2 separate regions of the Columba livia genome follow, and region 1 is linked to region 2. Evidence: chromatin contacts called from public Hi-C data. All regions are on one chromosome and are shown on one strand. The core of a region is the stretch at or near the end of the contact, and the rest is flanking DNA. Distances in the headings are between cores, read along the strand shown.

Region 1 (7,130 bases), core at 3,939-6,438, 48 kb before region 2:
TGGAATGATCTGGAATGCTGCGGGTGCGGACAGAGGGATGCTGTGCCATCAACCGCTACAATTTAATCAAGCCTCAGTCCTTGCCCATCATCAGCTTTTGGTGTCCGTTACATAAATTAGAATTCAGAACAACAAACAATCCCACCATGTAATGCAATCGAACACAGCAGACAGCTCATCTTAGTAACAGAGGGAAAAAACAACCATCAATCCTATAACTAAGAGCTTCCGTGAGAACTTTGCCCCAAGATTACAGCCAGCTTTGCAGATGGCCAGAAGATCCAGGAGCTAAAGCAGCTGACAAGAGGGTTAGAAAAGTCTCTGCTAAGTACACACTCCAACTTCCTGCTAGGTTTCATGGCTACATACATTTAGTTGTCATTGAATTGTATATTGCGTTAATGCTAACAATTTACCTGAAGCTTTACTTTGCAAATGGGTAAAATGAGACCTGAGGTTTCCACACGGGAAAAAAAAAAAAAAAAGATAGTTTCTCAGCATCCTTCCTTGGGACACTGTTGAGACACACAGACCATCTAAAAGACAGATTTTTATTTTTTACTAGCTGTATGCCTAGAGGCTAGTTCAGGATAGATATCTTACAAGCAATACACGTGCACCCTGTTTATAGTGATGTGATAATGGTGATGTTGTGATAGAGAGTAGATAGAAATCATCAAAGAAGACAGTAAAAAAGCCTTACAAGCTCATTCTCCTAAAGGAAGATATTTATGTACAAACCAAGCTAAAGTCCAAGATTTATGTACGAAGTCAGGACATTAGCTCAGATGGGTGATTTAATATGGCCACTGGAATCCCTGTGGTTAAATTATGCATCTGACCTCTTTGCCATATGTATTTCAACAATGTTAAATAATAAGCAGTATGTCCTTTATTACCAGTTCCAGTGACTGGCAGCACTATAAAAAGCACCGTTCCCAGTGACTCAGCCGAGAAGGTCAGGGTAATGGCAGTGCCTCGCGTGGCAACACCACTCTTCAAGGAAGCTGCAAGGCCACCTCTGGCTCCAGCAAAGACTCAAAGAGAAGCGAGGTTAAGCGAAGAACAGAGCGGGGCTGGAAACAGCAAGATACATCAGTCCCAAGCATACCATAGGCTGGGAAAAAACGGGCATCGAGGTTGAGACAGCTGAGAAAGCAGAGACAGAGAGACAACATCTGATGAAGGGTACCATTAGGAAAGAGGCTACGAGACAGTAATTTAACATACTTTAAGGACAGCAATCTGCTCCAGAGGAACATGGTGCAGTGAAGTCTCATGTGCACGGACAAAACGCAGAGCAGGAAATATGCTTTGCGCTAAATAACCACAATTTTTTCATCGTTTCTGAAGACAAAGCAGCGAAGGAGCATCCGGCAGTGATTAGCTTGGACTGCTGAAGATGAGAACAATGGGGTTTACTGGCCAAACAAAAGTTCATTTTTTATTAATACACTTTTGGCTCTCTTTGTGATATTTCAATATAACCCCTGGCTACTACATAGATTAGTGTATATTAGACTAAGATTTAATAAAAATCTATTTAGAAAGATGAGAACATTGCATAATACCTTACAGAAACAAATGTATTTCTGAGGGAGTTAAAGGAGATCAGAATATCCAGTCTTCTGAATTCATCCAGGGCAGCTCTTTCTCACAAAGGACAGTGGATGCATGTAAGAAGACTCAGCAATTACAAGGATTGCTCCCACACTATCAGAGCTCCTGGGGGTTTTTTAGAAAGGAAGTCCAAATTAAGCTACCCTGATGTTCTGCCTGGGTTTTTCTTCTCTTTCTTCAGTAGGATAAAAAAAGGCAGCACACCCACCCAGAAAACCCCCAAAACAAAACCAAAGCACAAAGTAAGGAGGAATCCTGACCCTGAGAAAACAACCTAATTATAATTACATGGGATTACAAATCAAAGAGAAAAAGCTGCCAAGTTTTTGAAAGTGAGCATACAACAAAAATAAAACTCCACACTGGAAAATCCCATAGTCTCCAAAGATTACTATTATTCTTTGTAATAGAAAACAAGGCAGGAGGGACCACAGCTGTTTATTTATCCCTTAAAATTGATCTGCCCTTTACTGCAAGTTCTTCCAAAGAACACTTCTTTTGTTATTTTTAAAGAAGCATGCAATATAGCAAACTAACTCTCCCCCGACCTTTTGTGGCCAACTTGATTACGACCTTCAAAAGATTCAAATATTAAAAAAAATACAGCTTGCTCTAAAAGGAAATATTTTTTTTTTCTATGCATCAGTGTTAAACCCTAAAACATATGAAGAGCTCAGTTTCTGGTTATAAACAGAATAAAATCTGCTTCTCTTAAATGTCAAATTTCATATTATGCTCTTCTGCATCACAAACCAGTCAAATCCACCATGTGCCTGTGTTTTCTCATGTTAGGAGTGTAGCGGGGCTAGTTTTTGTGTTTTTTTAATCCATTCAGGGTTCAAGGTTTTGAGGGATTTGCTTTACTTGCTTTTCCCCCAGTTGCACACGCTTTCAAGGGACACACACACACAAAAAAACTTAAATGTTTTTCAGTGATGAATATGCATGCATGCTGGCTGACCAATGCACAATCATACTGGTCACCTGATTATTGCTGCGTTTCTTTCTCCCAACTAGATAAGCACAGTTAATCCAAAACACTGCTCCCGGGCAGGAAGTAATTTTTGCTGATCTTAAGGGGGGAGTCTTCACACTACAGGAACTACTTCCTTGGTGTAAGAGTTTCATTTTACATTTCCTAGAGCTCCAGTTGCTTATTAATATCATTGAGGCCCACCCGGAGATGGTAGGGCTTTTGCAGGTCTGGTAGCATAAACAAGCCAAAGCTTTCAGGTGAAAAGGCAAAGCGTTTTTTTTGCATGCACTACTCAGCAAACATGAAGCAAGATTAGAACGCGGCACAGTCCGCCTCACTAGAAATTTTCCACCTTAGCCGTTACATTAGGAAACACAAAACAGAGCAGCATGCGTTTTCTGCCTCTGGAGTACAACTTGTATGAGACATTTCTTCTGTTATTGCTCTACCAAAGCAGTTATCAAGAGAGTAAGTACAAAACAAGAACAACTCAGCAGAACTTTGTTTTTCTCCCCAGTGACCACCTCATCAGCTTCTCCCAAAATCAACATGTTTTTTGGCTGTATGGCTGTTATGGTGTATTTGCACCAAGATGAGTGACATCACAAGAGGAACCTTCTCCACAACCCTTTCCCCCCACTACCTGGTGACACTCGTCCATGTTGTCTTTCCCACAGACACCTCCATTGCAAGACAGCAGGACGGTTGCTGGGATCCCAAAGAGCTGCCAAGGATCCCATTTCAGGACATAACCTTGCAGCTCAGCATCACAACCAGCAAGAAAGGAACAAACCCACAGGACAGATATCAGGTGTGACACACAGAGAAGGAAAGGATTACAGGGATGCGGGATTTTCTGCTGGTGAGAGGGTGACCCATGGGGCAGCTGACCGACCCAGCAGTGGCATATACAGACAGGTGTGCATGATGTTTAGCTCGCTTCACACTGCTTGAGATGAGCAGATGTCAAGCAGGGCTGGAGTAGAGACAAGGCGGTCTGTGAGGGCTGGACAGGGAGAGGGGCTGAAGAAAGACGCCTTTCTCACCTTGCTCACGACGTTTTGAACGAGACCGGCTCTGATGCGGTAGTGCCACTCGTGGCAGTCGCACTCGCTGACATTGCCCCCTGCGGGGGTGGGCAGTCCGGGCGTGGGGAAGATGCTCCCGTTGCCGCTGTGGTTGGCGTGTCCCGTCGCCAGGGACCGGCTCCAGTTGCCCTGCCCGTCGGCCTCCCGGCACCAGAAGTCGGGCTGGTCCAGGAGGAAAGAGTCCGAGAACTTGCTGAAGCCAATGAAGAGAGCCGGCACCCAGGTGAGCAGCACCAGGGTCCGCTGGTACCGGCCGCCCAGTCCCCCGAGGAAGGGCAGAACCGAGCCGTCGTAGTCGAGGAGCAGCGGGCTGCAGGCGGCAGCGGGCGACGGCACCGGTACCGCCTGGATCTCAGCCCCGGTGGCGTTGGCGGGGGACGGCCCCGGGGGGGTGGCGGCACTCCCCCCCGCGGCCCCCGGCACCGAGCCGTTCTCCTCCGGCAGCGGCCGGCCCCCGCCGCCCGCCTCACGGCGCCGGTCTATCGCCATCCAGCCGCCCGGGAGGGGGGAGTCACATAAGGGGGGCTGGGGCAGCCCCGGCTCACTCGCGAGTCCTTCCCTCCCTCTCCTCCGCGCACACACACCTTACAACGTTATATATTGCACACACGCTCCCAGCCGGACCCGGCAGCAGACGGATGGGGAGGGCAGGAGGGGAGGAAGGAGATGGGTGAAGAAAGGGGGAGGCACCGAGCGAACCCCTCGCTCGCTCCCTTCCTCACCCGCACCCTGCGGCCACGAACCGCTGCAGCTGCCGGCGGTGCCCCCCCTCCCCTCGCCTGTGCGTCAAGCTGCACTCATCCCAGCTCTCCCTTCCCCCCTCTTAGAAGCACCACCGAAAATAAAAGGAAGGATCCAGCCGGATCCGAGCATGCAATGGGCCAAAGGAAAGGGAGGGAGAAGGAACCGAAGGAAAAGAAGACCACAATACACAGAGAAAAAACCCTCCACCACCCGGCGAACCAAACCCTGCAACAACAAACCAAGCAAAACCGGTGCAGCAAGGCTCTACGAACACGCCTCCTCTCCCGGTTTTGGTGAGGACGAGGAGGAGGAGGCAGGAGAGGAAAGGCAAAGGAAGGGGGAGAAGAAAATAACAGCTCCCGACGCGGCTTCCCCGCTTCCCGCACAGCTAAGGGTTCCCCCCCGGCCGCGGCAGCAGCGGCGGCGGCAGCCCCCAACACCCCCCCACCGGCCCCTCGCAGCCCCCCGTCCCGCACATCTGGCTCTGCAGCAAGGGGCCCCTCCGCGGCCCGGGCTGCGGAGACCGCCGCCGCCGCCGTCCTCCTCCTCCCGCGGCAGCCCGCTCGCCGTGCCGCCGGCCGCACCTCCAGAGGCCGGGCAGCCCGCCCAGCTCCTCACCCTCCGCCTCCCGGCGGCCCCTACCTGCCGGCCCGGCCCGGCCGCGGCCACCGCCCTCCGCTCCGCCCCCGCGGTGCCGGGCGGCCGCACCTGCTCCCGCCGCGCCGCCGGCCCGGCCCGGCCCCCCTGCAGGGACCCGCCGCCGCCGGGGGCGGGACGGCGCCGGGAGGGCGTGGAGGGGCGGCCCCGCGTGGGCTCCGCGCCGCCCCGCGGCCGCTTTGCGCTCCGCCGCGCCGGGGCAGGTATCGCGTATCGCGGCGGTGGGGTGAGGGCCGGGGAAGGAGGTGCTCTCGCTGGACGGCGCGCTGTTATTTCCATATCAATTATTTACACGGCATCCCTTTAATAATGCAGCGCCGCTGCAGCTGGCTGGGCTGGAGGAGCACCCTGGGCGGCTGAAGAGGGGAGGCTGCAGCGGGGACAGACCTACAGGGAAGAACTGGAAGTCAAAGGGGGCATTTCTGAGACTTAGAGCACTGCAAGGAGATGTACCTGCGTTGTTTCAGTCAGGCTGTCAAATTAGTACACACTTAAAAAATAATAATCATATTAACACCTGACATTAATTGTCAAATTAATTGTAAAATAAACGGATCAAACTTATTAAGGTTATTTTTATGTTAAGATAAATTTACTTTAGCATCTGAGTGCCTCAGACTATTTTCATTGTGGAGCATAGCTCATGCATTACTGAACTCTGTGGTTATTTTTTTCTTTGGAAGAAGAGAAAGAGAGACAACAGATCAATATGCACTTGTGCACATGAACGTGGCAAGTGAGCAGAAAATACTTGTGTGTATCAGAAGAGGACTGCTGTCATTACCAAATATAAATGGGAGAGTCAACAGATTTTCATTTACTTGATCCAGTCTCTGCAAATGAGTTATCATACACCATTAATTCCTTAGATCTTCCTCCTGTTAGCTCTTTTTCTTGCATAGAACACCAAAAAGGTTTCCCATCTATTGGTGGTTTTAGATCCCTTTTTCGGGTTACCCTCCGTCCTGCTCTGAGGGATCCCCAGTACCCAAGCGGCCCTGCAGCCTCCCCAGCTGGAACTTCTCCTGTCTGATTTAATTATTCCTTGCTGAAACATGAACCTGGTGCTCCCTGCCCAGGGAAGTCTCCTCTTCCTGTGTTGCAGTGCTCTTTTACATCTGATGACTGTTATCATGTCACCTGTGCCATGTTTTCTTTATGCCAACCAGCTGCCATTTGTCCAGCTCCCCTGCTGTCTCCTCAGCCACCATCTCTCCTCTGCTTTCCCTCAGCTGTTGCCTGCAGTGTGCAAGGAGCTGTGCCCCAGCCTCTGTGTGTGCAGGGGGTTAACCCTGCCTGCAAAAACAATTCCTCTTGTGGCTTTTAAGTCCTATTCTGTCCTTCCCAAGCAGTTTCCTGCTCCGGTGGGGGGATTGGACTAGATGATCTTTCGAGGCCCCTTCCAATCCCTAACATTCTGTGATTCTGTGATTATTTTGATTTCTTATTTCATCCTCCGATGTACTTGCAGTTGCTCCTCTAGTAGCAGCTTCTCTGAAGGCTGCTAATGAAACATCTCAGGACTGACCCCTTTGGAACTGCAGCTATAATCCACCCATTTGTCAGTAAACCACTGACAACTGTTCTTTTCACAGTTTTGTACCCACTGCCCAATTTTTTTCACATAAACTGAACTCCTTCATTTATGAATGGCTGTGCAGAGCCTAACCAAGGCACAGATAATTGCAGCCTTGTTCCTTTCTTTCATAACAAAGTCTGTACCAGGTGCTTTCTGGGGAAAAAAAAGTTTGACTGGTCTATTTATTTATTTATGTATTTATGCCCTTTTTAAAGACCAGTTCTGCCTTTTTCTATCAGCAGGGCCCTTGGCTGTCCTCCCTGAGCTCTCAGAGACAAACACTTGTGCTTCCAATGTTATTTGAGCCACTTCCTTCAGTATGCTGGTGTGAAGTCCAGCCAGCCTCTTGGTTTGCAAACTTCTAAGTTTTCTGCATACTCTTGTAAACATTTCTGTCTCAGTCCAGGCTGAAACCTCATTGCTTTGTCATTAATATGTATTTTGTCAATCAACTGATCACAAGTGA
Region 2 (6,585 bases), core at 3,780-6,279:
CGAGATCCTGCAGCAGGGGCTTTTCTCCCAGCTTCAGGGAGATACCCAATAAAGAACAACCACAATCAGTTGTCCAGCAAAGGCTCAGCAGGCATCAGATTTTCCCTCAGGGCCATCTCTAACATGATTTCACTTGACTGCTCCTCCAACCTCTCTTGAACTCTTGCAGTCACCATCTCCATGTCCTCTTTAGAGCACTTCCAGGAGTTAATGGTTTGTTCTTATTTCTGCCTTATACATTCTTTCAGGCAAAATATCCCATGCTTGCATGTCCTGGCTCTTCTCTCTCTCAAAAGCTTCCTTACTAACCTATGCCAGACACATGGACCCCTAAAAAGCTTTTTAATAACCACCCTCTTTTCTACCCTGTAGGTCTTTGTTCAGCCTATTCATGTGGCAGGCCCACATAGTCTGATCCAAGACTGCTGTACACGATGGGGTACCAGCCTCAAATTTGCCCTTCCCCTTGGAAATTTTGGGTACAAGTCATAGCCAAAAGACAAAATAGCTCTTTATGTAGCCAGTTGTTTATAGATATAGCAGTAAAGCTCATAGAGGTACATGTTACCATAAAAACATTGGCTACACTAGGTAGCCTAGCTGACAGAGTGTATTTAACTCAAAGTGTTTTAGAAGACAGGTAGTATTTTTAGCAACAACTAGTATTTTCCAAATCCTACTTTCCTCCAAACGTCTGTCAGGAGCAACACAGTTATGGCCAGTCCAGGAATAGGGTAGCTGCGCTCTTGAGTCCCAAACTGTCCCAGGAACCTGTTTTGGTTGTGTACTGGATTGGCCAAAATGCAAGAAGGATTCCAAACACATGAGCAGGAACCTCACCAGGACAGATCTCCTTCTCAGCTCTTAGCTTTCACCACACTTCTGCATAATGTTTCCACTCACTGCTGAGAATGGAAGAAGTCATGGATGATCATAAATTCTGCTGCAATGGGGAACTCCAGAAAAGCCAGTAGAACCATACCAGAATTAAATCAACACCACCCACCCCAGAAAAACACCATTTCAAAGAAGAAAGAAGCAATAAAAACAGACACATAAGAAAAAAGTTCATTTAATGTATTGATTCCTGGAGTTGTTTTGGTGGAAAAAAAACAACACTTCAAGACAGAGCAAGACCTTGGTAGCATCCCTCTGTACCTGCAGTTCTTAATCCTCTTGGAAATCATTGCAGCCTGTCACCTCTTCAGTCACTGTCTGAGCTTGAGCTTGGGTCCTCCAAGCTGACTGGTGGCTGTCAGATGAAAAGGCAAGAGAAGCCAGAGTGAACAAGGTCATCTCAGCTGGCAAGGACCAGTGCCTCACAAACACCTGCTCACCAGTGAAATAAACCAAGTCATTGCATAGGCAGACACATGTCAAGATCTGCAAAGAGATAGTAAAATGGCCACAAATTAGTTCATCCTAAATATCTGTGTACACACCACAAAGCTTCCATTCATCCTGGCAGAAAAGCTGTAGGCCTGTTTCTCATTCTGAAGGAACCATCCATCCTGCTCTCACACGAGTCAGTTTACCTCATCAGGGCACAACCTGGGTAGGAAGCGGCATGGATGTGCTCTACCTGCTCAAACTTTCCAGAAGCAGCTTGACAGACTCACTTCCCGGGAACATCTATTAGGTACCTGCTTACCGAGCCACAGGGTCAGAAAAACCACAATATAAAGTGGCAGATAGAACTTGTCAGGGCTTATCAACTTGGGAAAGGTTTCACTGTTTCTCTTGGGCATAAATACTCTGCACTTCTTAGAGGCTAGTTTTAATGGTATAAGCAGCAGCAAGGAGAAGGGGAGACAAGACATTTGCTGCCATTATTGTCTCAATAAAATTCTCTAAATAGCTGACACTTTCACAGCTGGGCTGTGGGGTTTTTTACCTTGACTGAAATCAAAGAGAAAAGCTGTATTTAGAGAGAACCTACACAAAAGGACTAGGAGGAACATGCATGTCTGGTTACGGGTGCAATCTCACAAACACCATCTTTGCATGAGTGGGCTGGCTCATTATTGCCTGATGGCAGTTTAGTCTACATTTGATTCTCCCTAGATCAGTTTCCATAACATCAAGCCACAGCTGGCACTAAGTGGCACCTTTGCTGTTCAGAAAAGAGAAGCAGTGAATAGAGATGCGAAGAGGCAGAACAGGTTCCAGCAGAGGGGAACCCCCAGTCCTATTTTGTCCCCATCAGGGGTCCCCTGGATTTAATTGGACTCTGCATTTTAGACAATACTTGATTAAAAAAATAATTTATTAAAAAAAAAAAAAGCAGAGACTGGTTTCTACTACTACCTGTACTGACATCATATCCAAGCTTAACTTTTAAAGTGTTAGAGAGAAACAGTACTGATTTATCCACAAATGATACATTTCCTTTGTGAAGTGTAAAGAAGGCAGCTAATTAGAAAGCCAAGAAATTAAAAGTACTATGGAAGTATTATGTGCTTTTTTTTTTTTTTTTAAATATTACCAGAACAACAGGAAGCTACATAACCAGGAAAGGATACCTGATTCAAACATAACCTTCAGTTTTAGTCTTTTTAAGAAGTTATTCCTATTATATGAAGCCTAAAAAGAGTTTTGAATATAAGAATTTAAAGGAGACTTCTCACTCTCTATTACTGCCAACCAAGACAAGTCACAGCTATAGCACAAAAAAATGAAAAGTATTTTAGGAAAAAATTAGCTTGATGTTCAGAAATGCAAAGTAGGAGGCTGGGGCTCCACCACATACTGGCCTCTTGCCTCAAACATGGTCTCTGCGTATTATCAGTAAAGATCTCTTTCCCAGCTCTCAAACTACATCCTGTATCACTTATTGCTAATGAATCCCTGAGGGATTTAGATATTTAATATTGCAACATGAGAAGATGTCTTAGAAGCAAAAAAAATTAAAGCAAGGGCACCTAGGCTTTAACTGAAGAATTAATCACAACGGGCCAGATTCCCTCTGAGTCACAGCAAGAAAATAGAAGTGAGAAATGGGTCCAAGAGTTTACCAGAAGAAGTTTCCAGGCTAGCAGGAGATTTACCACTAATCAGTTGTTGGATATAGATATAACTAGATTGGTAAGTTACAACTTACAGCTCCTACAATACATGCAGCAACAGAGATTTTACTGGTAGAACTCACCTTTGTTCTGCTGCTGACAAAACACCACAAAGCCAAACTGACAAAAAGTGACTGCTACAGGGTCTTCTGCCAATATTAAAGTATCATATATAAAAAAAAAAAGTTGCCACTTTGCATAGTGTTATTGTCTGGGTAACAAATCCACACGTCAATGGAACAGCTCTAAATAGCATGAGCAGGCAAGACCTCAGAGGGCAATTCAAGATTGACCCTCTGCAGAAAGGCAGTATATATTGCTTTTGTAACACCTGAACTGCCCGCAAGTTCTCTTTGGGCTCCATGACTGGCGCTTGAGAAGATAAAAAGGCATCACTTTTGCACCCCATGTGAAGGTGCGGTCCACCTGCCTGGAGTAGCACTGACATGACACAATAGCTGACATATTAAGGACAACTACAGTTTTTGCATTCAGAGACACAGATTTATAGTCAGAATACAGATGCCATCATTATCTGCTTTTCTTTGACTTCCTGAAGAAGTACAAGTTTAAACAGTATTAGGACGAGGGCCTGTCACACCATGTTTTCTCTGAAGTTATCGTTCTGAAGTACATGTTGCAATGTCAAGACAGAAATAAGTTTAGCAGCACTTTACCCAGTCAATAGAACAGGGCACCATAGAAGAAGGTTAACAACAGAAAAAACAAACAAACAAACAAACAAAAAAACCAACCCAACAGACAGCCCAACTAACAGATGAGACAGAAAACTGATCCAGAACAGAGTAGGGGAAATGTTGTAGTAGGAGTCCACAAAGCTTTGGGAATGGTAAGTTGTCCTTGTGTTCCCATTCCCACAGGACAATGTGGAACAGTTTACATGCAAGGCAAGGGGCATCTTCATGTGTCACAGTTATTAACTTGAGGTCCTTAAATCTGCAAGGTGCATCAGGCTATCTTTTAGTCACAAGGATAGTCACTGATAATTATAGAACATGAGCAGGTAGTGCCTGTTTCTCTTAAGCCCCACAGCAGCCTTGATCTCAGATCAGTTTCCATCAGTCAAATCAGTGTCAGATGACATACTAGATTTATACCATCTGTAGCAGAGTTCCCCATCTGCCTTGCTGGCTCTAAGAGCATATGACAAACTCTGGAGTTGGGATCTAATTTAACAGGAGCACACAAGAGCAGGAAAAAGTAGAACTTCAACAAAGCATCTAGTGGAGCAGAGCTTCCTCTCCTGCCTGTGGATGCTAGCAAATAACAATGACCACATTTCAGCTAATAACTACCAGGTGCCCCAGGCCACCAGAATCACACTACCCAGAACAAAGATACCAGGTGTTTCCACAGTATCAGGCAGCTGCTCCACCTACTGGATTAAGCCTATAGCTAAAGCAGCTTAGCTGTACTCATGCATCGTGAACAGCCTTTGGTCTCAGTCAGTCATAACTATGAATAACTTTAATAGGCCTCGGGGAGGTCATGAATACTATGGAGGTCTTAGTGTGGTGAGTGAGTTGAGTCATTAGAATGGGAAACAAGGAGGAAAAAATGGTAAGGCCACAGGCAGTCTGGCTGGTCTCCAATTACACTGTCCAGTCAGGCGCTTGAAAGTTAATTTGTGAAGTAATATGACCAAAGTCAAACCATAAATGAAGTTCCTCAAAATACATAAACAAATTAGCATTGATGCTGCTGTTTCTAGGTTTCTAGGGTACACAGGATGTCAAGTGACTGATGATGCATACAGAGAGCCTTGCAACAAAGGATCAGTATTCACAGAAACAGAGTGCATCATGGAGCTTTGCTTTTGACACAGCTGAATGCCAATGTGTTCGGTCTTCCACACTGATAGACACAGCAAGGAGAGACAAAAAATTCTGTATCATTCAACACCTTGTGAGGTCCTTTTTATCAAGGTGAAATAGAAGGATTTTTTTTTTTAGTATATACTTACTTTGCACAGCTTTAAGCAGCTGCACAGAGAAACAATATAAAAAGCTTTCACCTTAACTGCCATTGAAAATAATAATAAAAAAATAATTAAAAAAAAAAGAATCAGGAAAAGACAGAGATACCTTACTTCAAAATGACCACTCTACTTGCGTACTGGGTAGGATAATTAAGATGATATACACTGAGGAGTTTTGCTTTAATTTCTTTCTTTTCCTTTCAGGGCAGATAACATTTCTTCCTATAAAACCTTAAAAAACCCTGAAGTGTGATAGGAATGGAAGTTGGGACAAAGCAGACTAGTAATGAGAAAATTATGTCAGGGTAAAGTGCATCTGATACAGAGTCATAACTTCTTCATCAGTTGAGACAATCTCCTCTATAAAAAAACCCACTATGTACACCACAGTTACTGGTGTGTACAAAAGTTATGAGTCAACATCACACAAAAAGATTTCTTGTTGAGGAGGATCTTGTTTTGTGAAACAAGGACTAAAACTCATGTTTTATTCCCAACTGCAATGGATAAACTTTGTGTGACATTGAGTTTACTGTCATTTCCCCATCTGTGTGATGGTTATTATATTTCAAATACAATGCTTGTACCACAGCGAGATCAGTTGCATTCTGAGATAGAAGTTTCTGCATAAGCATAAAATATTGCTATTCTTAAAATTATTTACAGAACCTGAAAAGCAGATTATCACCTTTATCCACCAATATACATTTCTTATCACAAGAGATGTCACTGGGAGGAATTGTCACAGTAGGAAAGAAAAAACAAAAGTGTGACCTATCCTAAAAATCGCTATGATGGGAACTATCTTTTGGATCTTGGATATCAGTGCCACCGTTCCTTCCCATCTGCTGTTTCCCCTGTGTGTTGGGATCTGCTAAGTACAATCAGCTCCTGTCCTCATTTATGCTCCCTGGGTTAGAAGCTGGGACAAAGGACTAAAGGCAGATGTAGGTCTTTCCTTCCAGATTTCTGCTTTGGCAATTTGGAAACACAACTGCTCATGAGCCACAAGGGGCTTGTGCTGGCTGTCTGCATCTGCATCCTCATTCCTATCCCCTGAATCATGGTGGGATCAATAAGATTAGCCAAGAGGACTCCATGAGATGACTCACGAAGTACACATACCTGTGTAGGAAACAATTATTTTGCAAATATAATAGGCCCAGGCAGGATCTCTCAGCAAAGTGTATTTTAATAATGATTTTGCAAGACCAGGAGTTCTACCTAAAGGTAGGCACACCTAATAGGGCAAAAAGCCCCTGCATATATCACCGCCAAAATCCTGGCTGCAATTTCTCTCCTCTGTTCCCCATTGGTTGGGTACTTCAGGATTTACAGACTACCCTGGTGCATACAATACACTTTCCCTTATCAGTCTCTTTAAGATATGGATGCCTGGTACTCTGGCTGTACTTCCCCTAAATTAACTTGTAAATGCAGGTATCAGTGTGTATGCAGGTATCAGTATATATTCCAGGAAAAGACTGTGTTTTACATTAAGGATTCATAGTCTGGTATCTC

The links. Hi-C and Micro-C count contacts between places; a contact is called where the count stands out from the background.
Region 1: a Hi-C map of crop shows a contact between it and region 2, with 2.9 times the contacts expected there. The contact joins the promoter of SLC22A23 here to the enhancer-like site in region 2. A contact is called at or near these places in 2 of 2 Hi-C or Micro-C datasets (crop and liver).

Annotation. Positions count from the first base shown.
Region 1 is chr2:73,454,628-73,461,757 of bColLiv1.pat.W.v2, reverse strand. It overlaps SLC22A23 (solute carrier family 22 member 23), which reads right to left and starts at 5,188. Exons shown (of 10, transcript XM_065052507.1): 1 at 3,643-5,188. The coding sequence starts at 4,173.
Region 2 is chr2:73,407,380-73,413,964 of bColLiv1.pat.W.v2, reverse strand. It overlaps LOC110361895 (a long non-coding RNA gene), which reads right to left. Exons shown (of 3, transcript XR_010470300.1): 2 at 1,338-1,383; 3 at 1,119-1,252. Among named protein-coding and RNA genes, the nearest start is that of SLC22A23, 46 kb to the left of the region's middle. Within about 2 kb of position 5,029, at least 1 of the 3 cell types and tissues checked has an H3K27ac peak away from gene starts, as active enhancers do.